Linked DNA regions of Mus musculus: region 1 is linked to region 2. A link is a contact called in public ChIA-PET data. All regions are on one chromosome and are shown on one strand. The core of a region is the stretch at or near the end of the contact, and the rest is flanking DNA. Distances in the headings are between cores, read along the strand shown.

Region 1 (3,784 bases), core at 269-2,768, 130 kb after region 2:
TGATTTATGTTACGTCCTCGGTAACTCAGTTTCAAACAGTTCATCTCTTCATTATTATTCACATGAAGATTCTTCTTGGAAGAAGAGCAATTTTTCTTAAAGCAATCAGTGCTTATTTTTCCTTATTCTTAGAAAATAAAAAGATGATAAGCCATTATTATTTCTCAGAATTTATAGAATTCTTGGTGCAGTTAAAATTTATCTCCTGAAGACGGAAGGGGGAAAAAAAGAATTTCTCTCCCTTCTGAGTAATTCTGTTAAAAAAAAAAAAGTACCAAAATATAAAAATGAAACAATTCATTTGGGGCATCAATACCAGTTGATAATAATTTTCCTTTGTCCCACTAAAAATACAAATATCTGATGTGATTCTGGAGAAACACAAGGGTTTCATTTATAAACTGTTTTTCTCCCTGCTGATAAATATTCTTAGTCCTTTTATATTTAAAGTTAAAAGTTTCTTTTAATTACTCAAACCAGCAGATAGTCACAAACTATCCATCCCTTAGTTCCCACAGGTGGTTTTTGGAGGGCAGCTGGAGATGGTAAGCAGGCTTTATGTTTTCAGAAGGAAAGTTCTCTCAACCACTAAGATAAATCACCCATGCTTATTCCATGCATGACAGTGTAGGCAAAGAAAATGGAAGACAGGAACGTTCCTCCAAAAACATGTTACCTGCTCTTCCTGTGCCTGCCCTGAGTATTACCAGTACAATAGTACTGAGAAGTATTTTCTGTTAGTATTAAACATTAATTTGGTGACATCTGTTAAAGTAAAAAGAAATACCGCTATGTGTTGCCTTTAGGTTTTATCACCAATACCAGGATTATATTATCTATATTCGCTGGCTTGTGAGAGAATGGGTAAACAAACTCAGAATGCAATCTAGGGTCTATTTTCCTAGGTTTTCCTAAAATTCTTCCTATCCCATAGCATGTCTACTTAACTAGTATCACCTTGCGCCATTTAACCGTGACTGGGAGCTCTGCAGTCCTGTAAGCGTTCTGTGGTAAAGTGCCTGCTCACAGAAGGGCAAACACCTCTGCTAGGAAACGGCCAAGTCTAATAGGCTTACTTAAACAGAAAATGCAATATCTTAAATAAATTCTCATGATTAAAACAACTTCAAGCTATGTTTGACCCTTCCGGGAGCCAGTAAAGCATTTTCACTTCATTTTCCCCCACAATGCAGCTTTGTGTTTAGAGAATTACTTTCATTAAGAATTCCTCCGCACATTTATCTTAAAGATGAATAGCCAAGTAAAAATTAAAAGATAATCAGGACTCAAGGCATCATGAATTATCCGGGCAGTCCATACCTTTTGAATTCCTTTCTATCTTTTCAGTAGTATTTTTAAAGATAGCGTGGACCTCGTCATATTTTCATCAGGGCAGCAGACTTGGAGGTTTACCTCGCAGCGTGGCTCTCCAGATGTGAAAGCCAGAGCAACTGCTTCCCCTCTTCCCTTTCTGCAGTGACTCAGTGCTGCCACTCTGATAGCTGAATAGCACCAACAAAGACACCTGTTGTGAAAGGTAACCAAACTACTTCCCGTCATGCCTTTCTTTGTGCTGGCAACCGCCCAGGGGCAAACAGGAATTATAACCTCACTTGAGCAGTCCCCTCTGTGCCCAGCGAGAGCACATTTAGAGAAACAATAGGTAATCTTCTTGGTTAAGAACACTTAAAGCCCAAGGGGGAAAAATAGGACCTGGGGGAACAACAGACCCAGGCACGTTAAAGGTGCTGCACATTCAACTCATAAGGCTTAAGGGATCAGAGAATCTGTGCAAAAATCGATTTATAAGACAACTGAAGATTGTAAAGATAGTTTTAACTTTACACAAAGGGTGGACAAACAGTTCTATAAGCTCCGACCTTCCTTCCTTCCTTCAAGAATCCTCTAATGGTCACAGAGACCAGATACTACTGACGCTTCATTTCTAAATCCAAAATACCTGTCTGTCCACCACAGTGCTTAGATTTTCTTGAGTAACACTGACTAGGATTTCTAAGCCCTTTCTTTGTATTTTTGCCATTCTTAAATACGCCTTAAAATATACATTCTGGATCTTGCTAGGAAATGAAGTTTTTTTTCTTTACATAAACAAAAAAGCATGCTCTTTGAAAACTGATGATCTTAGGAAAAACTTGTTGCTGTACCGATTTTTCTTTTCCAAGACATTTTCTACTGACTCTGAAGCAGTCTGCTAACATTCTCCCCAACTTCAGCAGCTTTTGTTCACTGTCCCGTTTATCACTAGTCTTTCAGTTTCACCAGACAGACACCCTTCTTGTGACTCCCCCACTGTCCACTGGGTGCCTGAAACCCACTGGATCATCTCCCAAGAGTTTCTGCAGTTTTGAACCTCACAGTATGCCACTGACTGGGAGAAATGGCAGTGGGGCAGAGAATTACCTAGGACCAAAGATGCAAACGCTGAGGACACCACCACTTAGTGGATCAACGGGCAGCAGAAAGCAAAGCAGTCCTGGTAAACACAGGTCCCCAGTTCAAACAGGATCCAGCCAGCTGTCTACCTGCAGAGCGACTCCCTTAAACTTAGGTTCCCGTTTCCTCTTGTCACGTAAATTGAGAGGGAGACTGGATCAGTGGTTTCCCCAGCATGCAGGAAAAGCAAAAGCAATGTGTCTAGTTTCCATCCACTAAATGGGCTAAATGGGGGATTTCAAAGAGAGAAAGCCTTTTAAGTCTCTATCAGAGTAAAGTGCAAGGGGTAACATGAAATGTAGGTATTAAGAACTCCCCAGAGTTGCTAAGTGTTTCGATAAATTCAGTCTACTTTGATAGACAACTGGAGATTTTCAATAACAAGTCTTTATACCAAGAAAAAGGGATTCAAAGAAAAAGCAATTCTGACATGTTCAGAGCCTTTCTGCTTACAATCAGAGTAACTAAAATATAACTTGAGAGTTTTCCAGATGTGGTAATAGTTTAAGATTTAATCACCGAACCTTTTAAAATTAACACACAAAAACAATGGTTTTCATTCTGGCCTGTGATACAAATGCCACTGTGCCTTGTTCTTAATCACACCCCTCCTGCCCTGCCAGGCACACCCTCCCTGCCTGGCTCTGCTGGTCTCTTTTCTTCCTGCCACTTGCTAATGTCACACTATCCCATTACTGTTTTTTTTTCCCTCTTTCCTTCCTTCTCCCTTAAAACCGTCCTCTTCCCACGGTTCGTTTTCTACTTTCATAATCATTCACCCTCATGTATGTACAGATGTTTCTACATGGCACATATGTGTATAAACATAGATTTGAATCCGGAGCAGTGTCCTGCCATGTTTTTAAATGCTGTTTTAAGAAGGTGAACTGAGGGGTAATTTGCTCTGGAGGCTGTTGTCCCCCAAGTCATCTTTCTAAAACTATACTTTTAAAAGAAAACCACATTTGTTTCTCACTAAATATGTTTGAGTTGAATACCACATCCTAGCCTTCCAAGAACATCAATTCTGAGATGTCATAGTTAGAAACAGGAATAGCCAACATGAAGCTTAGGGAAAGCATAAATATGATGACCTTTTCCTACTCCGAGCTCCCTCATACATAGCACAGCAAGGGTTCTATTGTGAAAACATAACTTTGTCATCCACCAGGAAGCAAATGCATTAAGAAACTGATCCTGCTTCCAAAAAAAATTTCTCTCACCTCATGAGGGTGCCTGCAAAGACTCTCCTGTCTCCAGCTCTACCTGTTGAACATGCTCATCGTGACTGCCATAAAATCAGGTCAGATGGAGAGGAGAACAGAATAGC
Region 2 (4,132 bases), core at 1,040-3,539:
CGGTCAGAGGTCAGTAAGTATTAAAATTAAACACCCTTTTAAGCTCAGTGATTTTACCAGTTCATTTCCCCCTAACGTCCCTCTGTTTCTTAGTAGAAAGTGATAGGTCCTGAATTTCAAAGTGCTTGTTGCTCATGGTGCCCAAGTGAATATATGTTGTTAAGAAAATAATGTTAGAGTCACAGAACTCATCATTTCCCCATCAGATATTAAAGACGAGTTGACAGAGCTGGGGAGTCAGAGGGAAAACACAACATCAGGGTTAGCTTTCCCAGCACTGAGTTACTATGTGTGCTTTGGTTTCACCATCTGGAAAATGGAGATGATAAAATTTTGGCCTCACTGGGGCATAGAAAGATCAGCAAACCAACGTCTGTAATCTGAGTAGTCTAGAGTTTCTTAGAGGCGACAAAGATTACTAGCATGTATTTATCCAAATAAGATCATTAGCAAAGGACTGATGCCAGCCTCCCTCGAATTTTCCCAGCATTCAGAGCAACCATAATCAGAACCCAGTCTATTACTATAAGGGGATAAAGTTTATGCCTCCATGGTAGCCATAGATAGCCCACACAGACAGATGGGCTCAGCAGGGAAGAATCCACATGGGTGGGCCTAGTCTCTCATTTTCATGACATCAGCTTTCCCAGCTGGGTCACCATTCTGCTTCATAGGGCATGTGTTCTTCTGCTAGAGCAGGCCCTTTGGTTTCCTCACAGAGGAGAGCAGGGAGTGGGGCTTTGTATACAATCCCAATGAAACAAGCCTGAGAGACAGTCTGACATCAAACCTCAAGGATAGACTCCAAGTGTATAAAGGGATGACAATTTCTACTTCACCAACCAGCATGATGTGTAAGATTAGAGGAAATACAATCCGACTTTGTTCCTAAAGAGATCTTGGGTGCATAGTATGTGGTAGAAATTGATCAATAATGTGGAGGTATAGAACTGAACAAGGCAAAGTCATTGCCACCAATGGCTCAGCTCTTACAGACTTCACATTCTAGAGGGACAGGCAAAGCAGCATTCTTATAGAAAGGAGTCAAAATTCATAAAGCATTACCCTCTATTTTATGAAAGGATTAAATGAAGTAATGATTGCTCATAATCTCTGTGTATCTTTTAAGGAACATACTGTATATTTCTCAGTACTATATAGGGTATGAAAGAACATTGAGAAGACAGGACTTGTGGAGGTGGAACCATTTAAGTGGTTGCTGTTGTTTGTTTTTCCTCCCCTTCTCCCCTTGTGTACAGCAGAGATGCTGAGAGCATCCACTCAGAATGAACTGCATCCAAAGAAGAAAAATCAAACTCTCAAAGCAGATGCCTAGCAAGGAGAGCTCAGTCTTGTAACTTATTTGATCAAAGGGGTTCCATGGAAGGCTGGGCAGCTTCCACATGCCTAAGGCCCATGACTTGTGAGACTGTTGGAAGAGGTCATTCTTGGGGATGACAGAAAATGATCAACAATCAGTGAGAGACACCGGAAGACAAGGTTAGACCTCTACTGCAGCACAGAGCACATGAGGAAAAGGTCTCAACATACAATTCAGTTTCCTTTTTGAAATGTGTCAAGCTACAGATTCACCTGGTTTTATTTAGAACTGATAAATCCAAGAGACCAGGAAACTCTGGAACAGTTCTAGTTCCCCAACAGAAACAAGTGTAGAGATGGGGAAAGTCAAATCCAAGAAATTCTTTATCTGTTTTTAGATCAGACCCCGAGAGAAAGCTGTGGGGAGAGTATCTTTGATAAACATGAAATATAAAATAGACATTCTGTCCCCATGCTCTTTCCAGGCCCCAGTGTGGAGGTACTGTTCTACTGCTCTGGGCCTAACGGGTCACATAAATGATGAACCTTCAAGTACAGGAATGGGGACATCTCCCTGTGGCCTTGCACATGTTTCTACCTTCAGGTATTCCTAGCTTACGGCTCTGCGATAGTTCTGTCCTCATAGCTACAGAGTGATTCGTTAACATTAAAGTCTAATGATTTGCCTTTATATCAGTTAGGTTTGGGATTAGAAGAACTAGGAAGCAGAGAAAGAAAAGGAGGGAGAAAGACAATGTGGAGAAAAAAAAAAGCTGCTTTCCTATCAAATGTTTATTCCTTCAAGTGAAAACCCATTATGGCCATTGCAAGGGGAAATGGGTGTGGCCTTCACTCTGCAACCACACAAAACATTCTGTTCAGATGGAGCCACAAGCAGCTGGCGGAGAGTGTCTGAAAGGACACTGAGTCAGAATCAAACCCTCCAAATGTCAACTTTCCTCTGGTAAGAAGAGTCACCCATTCATCTGCAGAGGCAGACGCAAGTGTTGGAACCAGCCTGACAACCAGGTCTGTCTGAGGCAGAGGCAGCAGAGGGAACACTGTGAGCCTCTGCAGCAACTCCACTGAGGTGACCTGAAACTCACAGAGGCCAGGAAGTCCTGGTATCCCTGTCTCTCTAAGCTCCCGTACGCATTCTAAAACAGAGGTTCTCAGTCTGTGGGTCTTGGCCTCTTTGGGTCGAGCATCAGAAAACACAGATATTTACATTACAATGTATAACAGTACCAAGATTTCAGTTATGATGTAGCACTGAAACTAATTCTATGGTTAGGGTCACCACAACATGAGGATCTTTATTAAGGGTTGTATGCAGTGTAACGAAGCTTGAGAGCCATTGTGTTAGAGGGTTTCCCAGAGAGCACATCTGCTGGGCTTTCAGGCAGCTGGAGAACGCTTAGGAGCGTCACCACTGCCACCACTGTACAAGGCTTGTTAGTGCTAGCTCTGGGCAGGACAGAGCACTTGATCCAAGGAATGCCAAGCTGAGAGTCTCATCTCTGACTTCTGGACTTCGTGTTCTTATCAGAGGGACAGATACATATCTGACAGCTCTGTTTCAGAGCAGAGGAGAGGGTGCAGAGAAGCCTCACTCCCCCTGTTAACCTCCCATGGATACTTTTGTTCAGGTCTTTCTCTGAAAGTGACAAAAGATGTAGGTTGCCCCTCTTTGGTTGTGTGATTTTTGCCATTGTGCAAAGAGATAGAAGGGCACTTCCAAAATCTCAGGCTAGCAGGTTGTATCGATATAGGTGAGAACTGAGGAAGAAATTCAAAAGCAATGAGAGGCTTTGGCATCTGGTCTGACCTTATCAAGGCTGATGATCTGGTTAGGACATAATAACAAGTGAGAATTTCAATCATCTATCCAGAACTCTTTCTGAGCATCCCCTCTGCTAGGAATGTGAAAGCAATGTGGGGTTTTTTTGGTTTTTTGTTTTGTTTTGTTTTTTTTTAGGAAGTTTCCAGTGAGCTGAGGACACACTGCAAACATACTGTCAGACTTGTATGTGACCATGGCAGTTTCCCCGCCCCTCCTTCCCTGGCTTGGCATTACCTCTGTAAAAAATTCTAATTTTTTATGTGCTTACCTTGCGTATGCTTTTAAAACTGCCAGGTCTTGTGCACATAAATTATGAATCAGCCCTAAGGGAGTTAATTAAGAAAAGAGGAATGGGGGAGCTGTAAACGAGGAAAAGCAGCTGACAAGAGAAGTTGACGCGCTTGCCTTGAAGTCTAAGGTGAGTGTGGTGTGTTTGGTTTCCCTTCCCCAACCTCAGAAGGTAAGCCCGTGTGAAATTAGTCTTTCTGGGTGTAATCAAGGGAAAGGTTGAAATGAAATTGTTTTGATTAGGATGGACATTTAATCCAAATGAGAGGGTTCTAATCAAAGGGAGAAAACAAAACAGACAATCACACACAGAGAAAAGGGCCAGAGGATGAGGGAAATTACCGAGATTTCCAGGAAGGAAATAGAAGTGAAGATGCAAGGGGACGGCCTACCCTGGAGCCTCTGAAGGGGCACAGCCCTGCTGGTGACTTGATTTCAGGCATCTGGCAGAAGGACTGTGAGAGAATGTATTTCTATCCTTTTAAGTTGTTGATGTTGTGGCAACATTTATGGGACTATAAGAAAGTAATTTAATGAAGGGAAATAAAGAAAAGCTCGAGCGTGTGTGTGTGGGGGGGGGGGGGGAATTAGTCTAAGAGGAAGGAGCTGCTCACACTGAGAAGAACAGGCAGTGTGTGACACCCGGGCAAACAATGTGTCACACCCAGGCGTGGTGGCTGA

What was found. ChIA-PET counts read pairs in DNA pulled down with a chosen protein or histone mark.
Region 1: a contact with region 2 is called in an RNA polymerase II ChIA-PET map of memory CD8 T cells, with 18 read pairs. The contact joins two enhancer-like sites. A contact is called at or near these places in 2 of 115 datasets of contacts at active chromatin or transcription factors (effector CD8 T cells and memory CD8 T cells) and 2 of 9 other capture datasets (adipose tissue and liver).

What each region holds. Positions count from the first base shown.
Region 1 is chr1:160,307,658-160,311,441 of GRCm38.p6, forward strand. The region is part of intron 19 of Rabgap1l (RAB GTPase activating protein 1-like); the gene reads right to left. Among named protein-coding and RNA genes, the nearest start is that of Mir1927, 14 kb to the left of the region's middle. Within about 2 kb of position 1,519, at least 130 of the 459 cell types and tissues checked have an H3K27ac peak or open chromatin away from gene starts, as enhancers often do. A contact at or near this core is called in memory CD8 T cells, where this site is marked.
Region 2 is chr1:160,177,317-160,181,448 of GRCm38.p6, forward strand. No RefSeq gene overlaps it. Among named protein-coding and RNA genes, the nearest start is that of Mrps14, 16 kb to the right of the region's middle. Within about 2 kb of position 2,290, at least 20 of the 459 cell types and tissues checked have an H3K27ac peak or open chromatin away from gene starts, as enhancers often do. A contact at or near this core is called in memory CD8 T cells, where this site is marked.